2 separate regions of the Mus musculus genome follow, and region 1 is linked to region 2. A link is a contact called in public promoter capture Hi-C data. All regions are on one chromosome and are shown on one strand. The core of a region is the stretch at or near the end of the contact, and the rest is flanking DNA. Distances in the headings are between cores, read along the strand shown.

What was found. Promoter capture Hi-C pulls out the DNA fragments that hold promoters and counts their contacts.
Region 1: a promoter capture Hi-C map of pre-B cells shows a contact between it and region 2. The contact joins the promoter of Arpc5l here to the promoter of Morn5 in region 2. A contact is called at or near these places in 2 of 39 promoter capture datasets (liver and pre-B cells) and 1 of 9 other capture datasets (liver).

Annotation. Positions count from the first base shown.
Region 1 is chr2:39,004,930-39,011,662 of GRCm38.p6, forward strand. Arpc5l (actin related protein 2/3 complex, subunit 5-like) reads left to right here and starts at 3,210. Exons shown (of 4, transcript NM_028809.1): 1 at 3,210-3,415. The coding sequence starts at 3,267. Rpl35 (ribosomal protein L35) reads right to left here and starts at 202. Exons shown (of 4, transcript NM_025592.3): 1 at 155-202. The coding sequence starts at 157.
Region 2 is chr2:36,047,330-36,054,687 of GRCm38.p6, forward strand. It overlaps Morn5 (MORN repeat containing 5), which reads left to right and starts at 2,144. Exons shown (of 5, transcript NM_029309.2): 1 at 2,144-2,246; 2 at 5,608-5,755. The coding sequence starts at 2,200. It overlaps Ndufa8 (NADH:ubiquinone oxidoreductase subunit A8), which reads right to left and starts at 2,009. Exons shown (of 4, transcript NM_026703.3): 1 at 1,863-2,009. The coding sequence starts at 1,913.

The sequences.
Region 1 (6,733 bases), core at 1,960-4,459, 3.0 Mb after region 2:
AGGGACGGTGCGCCAGAGGCCGCGGCGTAAGCGAGGGCGGGCAGCCTGAGCCGGCCCCCGCTGCTCTCTGAGTTCCCCCCGTCCGCCCCGCGCCCCGCGCCACTGTCCCCACGTGTCCCCGGCGACCGATGGCACCCGATTCCCGCAGCCTCACCATTTCGGCGTTGTTCACGGCTGAAGCAGCCTGGTTCGAGAGAAAGAGGAAAGGGCGGGGCCGACTTCCTCAACTACTGCCGGGTGGCGCCGGGCACGGCCAATAGCGTCGCGGTTTGGGAGGCCCGCTCCGCCCCTGCGCAGCCGCGGCCGTGGTGCCCTCCGCTTCCCGGAAGTCCTGCCTTCCTAAGGTTGGCTGGTCTCTAAGCGACCCAGCTGGGGAAACTGAGTCTCGCGATGAGCAACACCGGGCTGGCTGGAGGCAGCGCAGAGAAGGCTGCAGTTCTTCTGTTCCCTCGGTTTTATTCGGAAGCTTGAAGTTCTCTGGTCTGTGCGGGGCTGAGCTAGCCGCGGGTGGTGTCAGGGTGCGGAGGGCATGAGGTGTGAGGGTTTTCTTTAAAAGTTTGAGACAAGGTCTTATTCTAAATCGCTTCCTAATGCTGACAGTACAAGTGCCACAATGCCTCGCAAGTGTATGTGAGAGAGCCAGCGAGCATGGAGGTTGGAGAACAACCTGTGGGAGTTCTCTTCTTCCACTGTTCGGCGCTCGAACGTCGAACGCAAGTGGTCAGGTTCGACCTAACCATCTCGCTATCCTTTTTTTCTTCTTTTCTTTTTTAAATACAAGGCCTCCATATCTATCTATCTATCTATCTATCTATCTATCTATCTATCTATCTATCTATCTATCTATCTATCTATCTACCTACCTACCTACCTATCTCCTGGACTTGTTTTGTACCCAAGTTTGGTATCCAAAGTGCGCCACCACCTGGCAAGGGTAACAATAAAGTCATCCAGCAAGAATTTGCGGAGATGGTATGTAGTAGTACAAATCTCATCCCCAGACTTTTGTGGGATTTCTGATTATTGCTTTAGGTCTGGGCACGGTGTCACAGCGCCCAGGCAGTGGAAAAGGAGGATCCGGAGTTCAAGCCTTCTTTATTACACCAAGATATATTAATGAAACCGTCTCCAGAGAGATTCCAAATCGTGCTGGTAGCTTAGTTCCGTGGTAGTGTTTCCCTGGCATGCACAAAGCTGTGTGCATTCCCGGCACTGATACAAGAATAAATAAAAGCTCCGAAACAGAGTCTTGCTTTATTGCTAGTACCAGTTTATATCTTGGCAAGTCCCTTCGCGTCTCCGGTTAGTGTATCTTTGAGGATTAGAGGAACTAAACTGAAAACCTGCAAAGCTCCCAGCCAAGACCTGATATGTAAAGATTGGGGAAATTATAACATGGTTAAAGTGCACATGACCCTTTGCCTACAGTCCCAGACAGACCGCTAGCATCTAGATCAGAACAAAGCAGACGATGTTGGGTTTGTGTGATGAGTTGACCAAACTGACCAATTGGAGCCCTTTCTTTGCCAAGCTCCATTCAGCAGCTGCCCATTTTTCCAGCAGTTTCTCAATTGTTCATGACTTGATGCTGATAGAAGAGGTACTCAAGGTACTGTAATGAAAGCTGGGCGTGGTGGCGCACGCCTTTAATCCTAGCACTCGCGAGGCAGAGGCAGGCGGAGTTCGAGGCCAGCCTGGTCTACAGAGTTCCAGGACAGCCAGGGCTATACAGAGAAACCCTGTCTCGAGAAAACAAAACAAAACAAAACAAAACAAAAAACCAAAAACCAAAAAAACAAAAAAGGTACTGTAATGAACATTTTTTAGTCACCTCCCATCCCAAGTGTAGCAGCGTACCCTTGTATCCTAAGTGCTCTTAAGTACCAAGCTGAGTTAAGCCATGTGTTTGTGTGCCTGTTTCCAGAGCCAGTCTTGAAGGTCTCTGAGGGTTTAATGCTTTTCAGGCCCAGGATGGGGATACTGGTTGGATAGAATGAATAAGCCTTTTGTAAATGGGATAAGGAGAAATGAACCGAGTGTGGATTAGTTTTAAATGGAAGTCTAAAGATGACCAGGATTCTACTAGAGTTACAAATATACATCATATTTCTGGACATTTTTTGTAGTGCTAGGATTAAACCCAGGATTCACAATATTTTTGAATTCCCAATTACATTCCCCATCTTTGAAGACAAAAAACTTACAGGCACTGTACTTTGCCATCCCTGATGTAATTAAGACAGCCCTTACATTTTTAAATTTTACATGTACCATGTATGTGCTGTGCCGGCAGAGGTGACTGGATCTCCCTGGAGGTGGAGTCGCAGAGCACTGTGAGCTGCTATGTGGATGCTGGGAACTGAACCCAGGTCTCCAAGAATAGCACTTTTTTTCTTTTTTAAATTTCCCGACAGGGTTTCACTCTGTAGTCTTGGCTGATCTAGAACTATGTAGTCAAAACTATCTAGAACTCACAAGAACCCCCTGCCACTGCTTCCTAAGGGCTGGAATAAGGCATGTGCCACATTACTCGCTATGTGTAGCAGGAGCAAAACCATGTCTCACCTAATTTTTTTTGCTCGAGTTCTACTAGGTTAAAATGTAATAGTTTTCTTTTTTTTTAATATTTTTTATTAAATAGTTTTCATATAGTTACAAGAAAAGATTCATTTTAGCCTACGTCTGAAATAGAAAGAATCCTGGGGATTCTGCAGCTTTCGCCTCCTAAAATATGCCTCTTCAGTCAGGAGTACAGGTGGCCACAGAATCCTCTTTAATTTTCGGAACGCCCGCAGGAGTCGTTACATCCTCAAGAAAGGATGTTATCAAGCGTCCTGCCAGCCCCTGGGTTACACATCAACGCCTTTAAAGCCGTTTACTTTTAACAAAGTGGGTCCTCTTGTGGGTCAGTGCTTAAGAGACTCCGGCACTGCGCGTCACTCCCTGCCATCCCTTAGCTCTAAGATTTCTTCCTCCGGAGCGGACAGAAGCGCTGGCTATACCAGCAGCCCGGCTTCGGAGAGGACAGAGTTACGGCTGCAACGCCTGACACCACTTCATCAGCATTCCACGATCCCACGGCGCAGTTCCGCCCACAAGAGCTTCCGGTTCCGGCGCATCCCGGAAGTGGGCGGGCGACGGCGGCTGCGCGCGGAGGAGGGGAGGCGGTGCCTGGCGGCCGCTTCCCGCCCCCAAGCGGAGCCGGTGCGGAGGGGAGCCGGGAAAGAGCGAAGCCTAGGCGGCTGAGTGGCCGCCGCGCTCCCGCCATGGCCCGGAACACACTGTCCTCACGCTTCCGCCGCGTGGATATCGACGAATTTGACGAGAACAAATTCGTAGACGAGCACGAAGAGGCAGCGGCGGCGGCGGGCGAGCCAGGCCCCGACCCCTGCGAGGTAGACGGGCTCCTGCGGCAATATCCTTCCCGGCGCGGCGGCCCGGCTCGGCCTTCGCACCCTGATCACCCCAGCCCCAGTCTCCCGGTCCTCCGCCCAACCCCAGCCCCTCCCGGCTCCTGTCAGTCCCAGGTTCTCCCGGTCTGTGGTTGGCCTTACGCCTTTCTCAGCAGCGCAGCCCTGGAGCTCCTCTCCCTCTGCTCTGCTGCGCTCCGCATCCTTCTGGGTGTCCGTGCATCGGCCTTGGTATCCCTTTATCCCTCCTTATAGTAAGCGGGGTCATTCCCAGGTGCTGCCCTCAGGAGGGACCGAGGTGAACCACCTTGGATTCATTGAGCAGCCAGGGCCACTGCCCTACTGCGCTTGTCTAACTGGCTTTCTTGGGCCCGATTGTAGCCCGGCGTGAAAATAGGTGGGTGGATGGTTGGAGGAAGACTGACTAGAGGGCGGAGGTGGGGGAGGTGTGCTTTAAGGTCCAGCCCTCAGGTGTGATATGGCCTGCTACCTTTTCTCACCTGTCGCCACTTTCCTCAGCACGTTGGGTTTTGCGCCTTTATGGACCAAGTACATTCAACAAGTAATGCGACTCTGCCATTAACCGCCTTGTGCAGAAAGCGTGGAAAAAGCTAGTGATTCAGAGCTCAAAAACACCATACAGTGTCAAATGTAAAAGTGGCTCCCCACGACTGAAAATGACTGCTGGTGGCCACAGAAAACAAGCATTTAGAACAGAAGAGTAAAAATAGAGGTGATTGTCACAGCTGGCTTGGTCTCTTAGCAGTTTGAGCACCACAGGAAACTGATTTATTCTCACAGGAAGATTTTTTTTTTCTTTATTCAAATAGCTTGACAGGAAGTGTGTACCCCTCCCCCGCACTTGCCAGGGTAGGGTTGGAGGCTCTTGCTGTATATAAATCAGGTTCTGGCTGTTTAATCAGTTGACTCAGCCTGGGAAGTCAGGTGTACCGCTTTTGGGAGGAGTCCTATAGTGCTCCTCTAATATATCTTGAAAACAACCCTTTTAGACTGAACAAGAATATGTTTTTGAAATGTGGAGATTTCAAACTTATTTCCTGCACCATTCTGATGGTTAAATTGGGTCATGAGAAGGCCCCTAGAGGGAAGATTGGTTTTTAGAATGGTGCAGGGTACTGACTGGTTTATGTGCAGGTACTGTTGACAAGGCTCCAGAACGATGCATTTGGGCCAGAATCCTAATTATATTGATGAAGAGACTGGGATCTGTCAGCTTCTGCTTTGGTGTTGTTGCTGGGCCTTGCTGAAGTCCCTGGCTGTTTTTTCTTCTCTCTCTCTCTTTCTTTCTTTCTTAGGCAGCTTAGAGGCATTGGCTTAGCTTATAGAAGAGATTGCTTCTACACTCATGGCAGTGTCAGAAGCCTTGTTACTATGGAGAGTGTACCTCTCGGGATTGGGAGAAGGGAGGCTAGCAGAGGAGAGTGAAACCCTAGCAGATGTCAGGCCCAGGTAGGGAGAAGGATGGAAGTAGTAATTGAGTCCCTATCAGGTGCTAATCATTGCATTCAGTCTATAGACCCTCATGTGAGTCTTAGGAGAGAATAGTGAAGAGGTTTAGGGGGACATTAGGTGGTGGTGGTCTCAGGCCTGTGCTGGGAATTGTTTGTGGAAGAGCAGAGTGTGGAAATAGAAAGCTGCTGTGCATCCACACAGGCACTGTCTAACCTGCTTTAACCTTCTGCTGGTCATACACTCTCTCAACCTCAGCATTCTTTTTTTTTTTTTTTTTTTTTTTTAAAAGATTTATTTATTTATTATATAGTACACTGTAGCTGTCATCAGACACACTAGAAGAGGGCATCAGATCTCATTATAGATGGTCGTGAACCACCATGTGGTTGCTGGGATTTGAACTCTGGACCTTCGGAAGAGCAGTCGGGTGCTCTAACCCACTGAGCCATCTCACCAGCCCGAACCTCAGCATTCTTAAATGATAGAGACAACTATGTTGGTCTTACCACCTCAACAGGTGTACCACTAAACACACAGCAGGTGTACTCCAAAACTTGGGCCCGGGTTGTAGGAGGGGCAGGGGATTGTAGAGAGGGCTTGGATTTGAAAGGCAGCTCTGAATTGTAGCTTTGTGACCTTGGGCAAGTAATTTCCCTTCTGTCTCAGTTTCATTATCTCTATGGCAGAAGTCAGGCTCTTGTCCTAGAGGGTTTGTAGAATAAGGTGAGATGTGACTGTATCTGGTCCTGGATCCAAAACCCCCAGGGAGGATTTTTTTTTCCCTCCACTCCAGCGGTTTTAAAGTACCATTGTAGTTCATTTTCTTTCTCAGTGAAACAGCTTCTGGTCCTTCAAGTAGGACTGTAGGTAGAGCAGTGGTTTTGAGTGATTTGGTAGTTTTTTTCACCCCTCCTCAAGGAAATTTGGCAGTGTTTGGTGACATTTTGATAGTTTTAGGATGTTACTGGAAACTTTAGGGTAAAGGCCAGGGAGGTTGCTAAATATCCTGCAGCATACATCAAAGAATCATCTGGTTTAAAATGGCCATGGCTGAGAATGGTCTGGTGGGTTCTTCAGCCTGTTGTCTGAAGCTATTGGACACTATCTGGGTATGGAGGCTAGTTAGTAAACATGATTGCAGAGGTGCCTCTCTGCTTCCTCTTGTACCCAGCATTTGTGAGCCTTTGGTTGTCAGTGGCTGCTTGACAGGCTGCAGTGCTAAGCCTAACGTTCTCATCCTTGTGGACTAGTTACATCATTTCTGCCTTTCCCTCTCATCTCTTTTGTGAATGAAATGATTGTTAGTTCATGTGTACTGTTAAGCTTTTATGGGACCCTGCTTATTGCCTGGGGATACTGAATTAGAAAAGTTATGGGGTGGAGGGTTATCAGTGGCTGTATCAGGACTAGTTCTTGTTTGTCTGAGGAAAAAGAAAAAGAAAACTAAAGATAAAGGGTGGGGCACCTGTCCACTCTGTAAGGTAGGTCCATTCCAACATGGTAAGGAAGTGACTTGCCTGGTGGTACAGAATAGCTTTTCAAGATGGTACTCACTAGGGAAGTTGGGACTTCAGGTTTGCACCAGAGGCTAGCTGTTCACACATGGGCATTGCTGCATGGTCAAAAGTAAAGACCTGATTGGGCAGAGTCATTCCTTGTTCTATTTTTGAAGCTTTTTGGCTTAAGCCAGTGTTTCACATGAGGAAATGAAAGTTGGCTGATGTAATTCAGTTTAAAATAGGTGTAACCTTTGGGGACATAACCTAGATTGTAATTTTCTTCAGTGTGCTGGGTATTCAGAACTCAGCAGTGAATGTGAAATTAGGATTCTATCTAAGGCTTGTGGGGAA
Region 2 (7,358 bases), core at 894-3,393:
GCACAGCTACAAGTTGCCAGGGTTATTCTGTAATGGCCACTGAGCTAGTCTTCCTGCTTTACCTGCTGTCAGTCTAGTCTCTGTCAAGCTGCTGAAGTGACCTCTGAAACGACAATTCTTATTTCACGCTGCTGGGACAATTCTTATTTCACGCTGCTGGTACGACAACTCAGAAGCCAGCCCCCAGAAAGAGTCATGCTTAGGTACAGAGTAAAACCTGAGCTTCCTATCTGCTGTTCAAGGCTTTCTGAGCCCAAACTGTCCTCCACCCTTCTCACCAGACTTCATACAGGGGCCTGTGCTGCTCTCTCGATGCAACTCAATTCACTACATTCGGGATCCCCTTTCAGGCCCCTGACTCCCCCACAACTTCATCTTTGTACCAGCCTTCAAATGCCATGTTTTACATTAAGCCTAATGTGGCTAGTCTACCCATCTTATATTCTCATAGAGAACTGTACAGCCAGAGTCATCTCACTTTGAGCAAAACCCCTTGTCCACAAGTGCTGAAAGCTACTCAAAATGACCAAGCCAAAGAAAGGGCTAGACATCAGCTCCAACATCAAATCTGCTTGCCCGCCTTTCATGTGTTAGTACTAATCATGTGTTTTAACTTTTACTACTCTGGTTATTTACATAATTATATATACCAATTGTGCAAACTTTAAAGAGAAATTTATTAGGATGCTTTTGCATGAAATGTTTGCTAAGCCAAATTAAACATCTAACAAAATATGTCAACTCATGTTTGACCAGTTACACGGTGGGATAAGAATAAAAGACTGGCTGATAGGAAAATCCTTTCTCTCGCCTCTAAGTCAATTTCATATAAATATGCTAACAATTTCTTCATCTGAGGAAAATACCAAGTTGCCATCCTCACAGGTTTGTGAGAGCCTACGTGAAGTCGTATAGGAGAACATTCAACACAGTGCCTGCCATGACAACACAGCCATCTTTTCCCTCTGTCTCACAGTATAAAGTCCAAACTGTTCCCGCCTCGTCAGTGACTTCTCTAGAGGCTTAGCACCGCTAATCTAACAGTAGGCTGACATCAGACAGCTCTCAGCTTCCTCGACAACACGGTTCTACAAGTCCTTCCTCACTCTGTTGCACTTTGGCTGAAAGATTTAACAGGCTGGGTTTCAGAAAAGATCTGGGTTCCTGTTACAAGTCTTCCATACACTGTCTATGTGACCTTGGGCAAATCGCTTCTACTCTTGGGGCCTATTTCTGGTCTACAAGGGAAACCAGTTATACCCTACCTTACTTTGTGTTCCAATTAGCAGCCCGGCCTTTAGAAATGGAGTGATCATGTTTGTGATAGTTACAATAGCACACCACTTTTACTTCACGTTTCACAGAGCCATGCACTGTGCTGTACAGCCTCTTTATCTGTCTCTTTATAAAACTATAAACTATAAGAGCTGGGCACTGTCTCTTACTTCCCATTGCACGTGCACATAACAAATACTTAAATGTCTCTCGAAGAAGTAAATGCTTTACTTGTGTCCCATTACCAAAACACCCTGGCCCATGCCAGACTCACTGTCCAACACGTACTGTGTGCTGCCGCGGCACCCAGGCCTGCTCTGCACCGAGATTTTGACAGACTTGGAAGGGGAAGGTGAGCACCAAGAGGAGGCAGGCTCGCCTCACCGGGAGGGAGAGCAAGGGGCTAGGTGATGCTAATGGAAAGTATCACCCGATTCACAAGAAGAGAGGCCGGTCGCAGTGCGCACAGGAATGGCTGGAGCCAAGGCGAGATGTGACCATGCAGGTCGCAGAGGCCGGAACCGTGCCTGGGCCCGCCTGAAAGCTGCAATCCCAGGCTTCCCGCCTGCCCTCAGGAAGAGCCTCACCTCCTCCACTTTCAGCTCTTCCAGAGTTGGCAGCTCCACTATCCCCGGCATGACGGCGGTAGCCGCGACCCTGACCAGGTGCCCTCGGCCGTGTCGCCCGTCTCCTTCAAGTCCCCTTTGGCTGGCCAAGACTGCCCGGTACCATCTGCGCATGCGTCTCCAGCGACGCGCAAGCGCACTGCTCTAGGGCCGCTGGAGGAGGCGAAGCGTAAGCCATTCCAGGAAGTCTAGCGGTCCCGAGGGGCGGGGCTTCATCTGGTCTCCGCCCACATCTCCTGGTTGTCATAGTGACGCCAAGACAGCTGAAGTTGGTGTCTGTTAGACACTAGCTGTTAACATGCAGTACACCGGGAGCCAGTATTTCGGGGAATACATAAACGGGAGGTAAGCCCCCATTCGTCCATGTCTCCACTTTCAGGCTAGTGAAAGACAACTGTTTTTAAGCCTCCGCCAAGGACCCTCAGCCAAATGCTTTCAAAAACTTGTTCAACTATAGTGCTCAAGCACAGATACCTAATAAGTCGCATAGGTAGGATTCACTCATTCATTCTTTCATTCATTCATTCGTGTGTGTGTGTGTGTGTGTGTGTGTACGAGCGCGTGCGCGTATCCCCTGCACCCATGACCATCTGTAACCAAAGTTCCTCTTCTGGCTTCTGTAGGCACCAGGCATGCACATGGTACACATTATATACATGAGAGCAAAACATACACATTAAAAAATAAATATTTAAAAAATTATGCAGGCAAAGAAAACTAGAAAATGGTATTCAGAGCTGGAGAGATGGCTCAGCAGTTAAGAGCACTGACTGCTCTCCCACAGGTCCTGAGTTCAAATCCCAGCAACCACATGGTGGCTCACAACCATCTGTAATGAGATCTGATACCCTCTTCTGGGATATCTGAAGACAACTACAGTGTACTTAGATATAATAAATTAATAAATATTAAAGAAAAAGAAAAGAAAGTGCTATTCGGCAAATACTGATTTTTCTCTGTGTCCAGATTTTGAATTTGACCCTGGTCAGAATCCCTGCAAACACAGTGGGACGGTTAAGCGTAACACAGTTATGACAAGTAATCAAGGTCAGCCCTGTGGTCAAGAGAGGCAGACCACATGTGAGATGGTCACTTTGCCTTGCCAGCAGCTCTGGATGAAGAAAGCAGAAAATTTTTTAGAGCTGGAGAGGCCGATGCTGGGGGGGTGGGTAATGGACAGATAAGCGATAGTTGTTTGGGCTATAAAGCACTTCATGGGGCTGTAGAGATGCAGAGATGAAGGAGGATCTGTATGCACAGGCTAGAGGAACTGCAGGGTGTTTTGAGGAAGCAGGAGTAGTGGTCTAGCCAAGCACAGGGACAGATTCTTAGAGAGAGTGGCAGTAATATATATAATGGGATGCTGTCCACATCTTCAGTCAGCTTTGCAAGGGAGATGGTATTATCTCAGCTTCAAGGTTAAAGGGTAAAAGGGAGCCTTAAAGGACTCAAGACCCTTGTCTAACCCTTTGGAAAGTGGCAAAGATGCTTGGGTGTGCAATGCCTTTCATGACAGTGAGACAGTTCAGGCTGATCTTGCAAATAAATGGTGGAACTTAACAAAACAACCCAGCTAAGTGAGGGAGTCGAGAATTTCTACCCAGCTTTGTGTCTAAACCATATCATTTCTTTTCATGAGGCAAAAGTTCCTACAGCGAAAGTTTTGACAGGTGGAGGTGAAGGATTGGGCTTGGGCACAGAGATTGAAAAACCCACACACATCTTGATTTTAGGTTTGTTTTGATTTGTGTAAGAGCCCTGGCTATCCTGGAATTCGCTCTATAGACCAAGTTAGCCTTGAACTCAGTTATCTACCTGCCTCTTCCTCCCAAGTGCTGGGATTAAAGGTGTGTGCCACCACTGTCCATTGGCTGTCCTTCATATGTAGAATAAATTAAAACCTAATCTTTGGTTATATAGACTCCCCATTGCTGATGGGAATATAAAATTGGACAAGTACTTTGGAAAAGCTTGGCAGTTTCTTAAAAGTAAGATAGCCATTTCATTTCTAGTTATTAACATGATAAATGAAAATCTATGCACACACAGAGGTGTGCTTGTGAGTACTCCTTCTAGCTTTATATAATGGAAACTGTAATGACTGAAAACTAGAATCAAGCAAGACATTCACCAACATGTGAGAGGACAAACAAGTGTGGTATATCCATTCACTGGAATAGTATACATCAAGGAAAATGTTGGTTCACATAACAGTAACATGAGTAGATCTTAAAGGAATTATATTAAATGAAAGGAATCAGAAATGTCCAGCAAAAAAAGGAGTATATATGATACTTTTTATATTAAATTATGGGAAATCAATTCATGAAAATTGGTCAGTTTTTGCCTAGGGATGAGGAATGGGGGGAACAAACAAAAAAGATTAAAGAGAGTAAGCATAAACTGTGGTGGTGGATATATTAATCATATTGACCATGAGGGTGGTTTCCAGGATTTTTTGTCAAAATGTATGAACTGTACACTTTAAGTATGTGTATGTGCATGTCAACTATGCTTCAAAATCTGTTTTTAGCCACATTTTAAAATCCATGATTTGCATGTACCATATCTAAATATAAAAAATGGAAAACATGGTATAATAGCTTATACCTATAATCCCAGCGTTGGAGAGGCTGAGGCAGGAGGACCGCCACAGGCTCAAGGCCAGTCTGAGCTACATGAGTTCCAGGTCAGCATGGGCTAGAGACTGAGTCCCTGTCTCTCTCTATTCTGAAACACTGCAGAGTTGAGTTCAGTGAGAATACAGGGAATGAATTAAGACCTCCCACGTTTTATAGCAGCCACTACTGTGCATCACCCATACACACCCACAGTGATTCCCATTTGCCAAGTGAGAAAAGATAAGGCACAGAAGGATTTGTGTAGCACACCCAAACTAACATTTGACAGAACAAGGAATTTCTAAAAACCTGACCACTGTGACTTAATTGGCAAGGCTGGGCTGGTCATAACAGACTCGGGAGACACAGAATCGGCTGCCTGGGCTGCTGGTATTTTCACAGTATTAACTTTGTAGCTTTGATGCTAGCGAGGAGGTATTTCAGTGGACAGTATAAACTCTAGTACAGCCTTCAGGGAGGGTAGGATGACAGACCAAAAGTTGTCCCATCTTTTTTTTTTTTAAATGATTTTATTTATTTATTTGATATATATGATGAGTACACTGTAGCTATCTTCAGACACACCAGAAGAGGGCATCGGATCCCATTACGGATGGTTGTGAGCCACCATGTGGTTGCTGGGGATTGAACTCAGGACCTCTGGAAGAGCAGTCAGTGCTCATAACCGCTGAGCCATCTCTCCAGCCAACCCCCCCCCCATTCTTTTTTTTTTTTTTTTAGATTTGTTTATTTTATGTAGATAAGTACACTGTAGCTGTCTTCAGACACACCAGAAGGGGACATCAGATCCCATTAGAGATGCTTATAAGCAACCACATGGTTGCTGAGGATTGAACTCAGGACCTCTGAAAGAGCAGTCAGTGCTCTTAATCACTGAGCCATCTCTCCAGCCCCAGGCTGTCCCATCTTAAACAACATCTTTTTGAGATTTTGATGAAAAGAAAGCACCACAAAAGCTCTGACAGAATACTGAGGAGCGATGCATCTGAGGATGGAGAGAGTGAACATCTCTCTGTGTCCCCCAGCTGCCACGCAGAGCCCAGTGACTTCCCATGTTCTTACAGGATGGAGGGCAGTGCCGAGTACATCCTCCCTACTGACACGAGATACATCGGGGAGATGAAGGACGGCATGTTCCACGGAGAAGGAACCCTGTTCTTCCCCAGTGGGAGCCGATTCGACGCCATCTGGAAGAAGGGATTGGTGGTGAAGGTGACAAGCTGGGGCTTGAAGGAGGTCCCCAGGCAGAAAGAGGCCCTGCTATAGCCCCTTCCCCTCCCTGCCTGGTGCTTACCATTTCCCATGTTTCATTCTGCCCAATCTTTGTCCAATGACTCTACGTCTTTAAAGTTCATGCTCCTCATTCTTAAACTAGGGGCAGTCATCTTGGCTATCAAGGGCTGCCACAATGGGTTACCCCCACCCCATCTTAAATTAGCATCTTAAATCAGCTTCTATTCACCATCTTATGGTTCTGAGGACTGGAAGTCTAAACAGGGCCAGCAGGCAGACTCCAGGCAGGGAATCTGTTTCCTCACATTTTTTTCCTAACTCCTAGAAGCTGCCTGCATGCCTTGGCTCATGACCAGGAATCACTCCAATCTCTGCTTACGGCACCACATTGCTTCTCCTCCTCCCAGCTCCTGCCATCTCGTCCTCTCTCCTGTCTACCTTTCTCCTGTAAGGACCCTCACATTGGATGATTCTAGAAAAGTTCTTTTTTTTTTTTTTTCAATTATGCACGGTAACACATTCACAAGTTCCAGCAGATGTGGGCACCTTTTGAGGGTAGGGTGAGATGGCATAGCTCAGCCTACCACAGTGGCGCTGAGGGTAAATTAGGGGAAAGGGATGTGTTCGCAGCCATTTCCTAGCCCAGTATCAACTCTTACTATCACCACCTCTATCAGATCATCTAACCCCAAGGTTCTGATCATGAGGTTTGTGAGCCATGAGTAGAACTTGGGGTGAGTGGAACCCCCTGACTTACAGAAAAGCCTCTGGATATAAAACTATGGTTTTTCTATGGGAAATGATCTGTACTCTCATGAGTCTCCCTGAGAGTGTGCTGGGCCTGACTCATGACCTAAAAAAAGGTTAAGAGATGCTTCTTTTATAGCTTGGGGAATCGAAGCCTCAGGAAAGGGATGTGACTGGCCCAAGGTCACACAGTGAACAAATAGTACTGTGGGAATTTCCACCCATGTTTCCTGATGCCTCGGCTGGTACAGTTCTCATATCCTGAGACTCCTTTAGCATTGAAGCAACAAGAACAGAATGCACATGTCTGAACAACAGCTATGATAATAAGAGAAAAACAACAGCCTGTGTAAGTGCTCCTTCTGTGTGTGTTAGAGTACTCATGGAAGAGCACCGACAGATATATGGAAAGAGATGATGAGAGTTTGGCTCATGAGATAATGAAAGCTGCATTCTCTGCAAGGTGGAGACCCAGAGAAAGCTAGAACTATAGTTCTTGTCCAAACTGAAAGGCTGAGACCCTAGAGAAGAGGTGGAGCGAGCCCCAGGCAGAGGCCAGGTGTACTGATGTCCAAAGCCAGAAGGAAACAGGTATCCCAGTATGATTGAGAGCACAGTGGTCCCTTCTCTGCCCCATGTTCTGCTCAGGCCCTTAGCAGATCAGACAGAGTGGTCTCTGTAGTCAGACCACTGACTCAAATGCTAATCTCTTTGGGACACACACACACACACACACACACACACACACGAACGTCTCCCAGCTAAGCTTAGCATGTACCTATCTCACCAAATTTCCAGCTACCCCTTTTAGAGGGACACTGCCACCATCCTAATT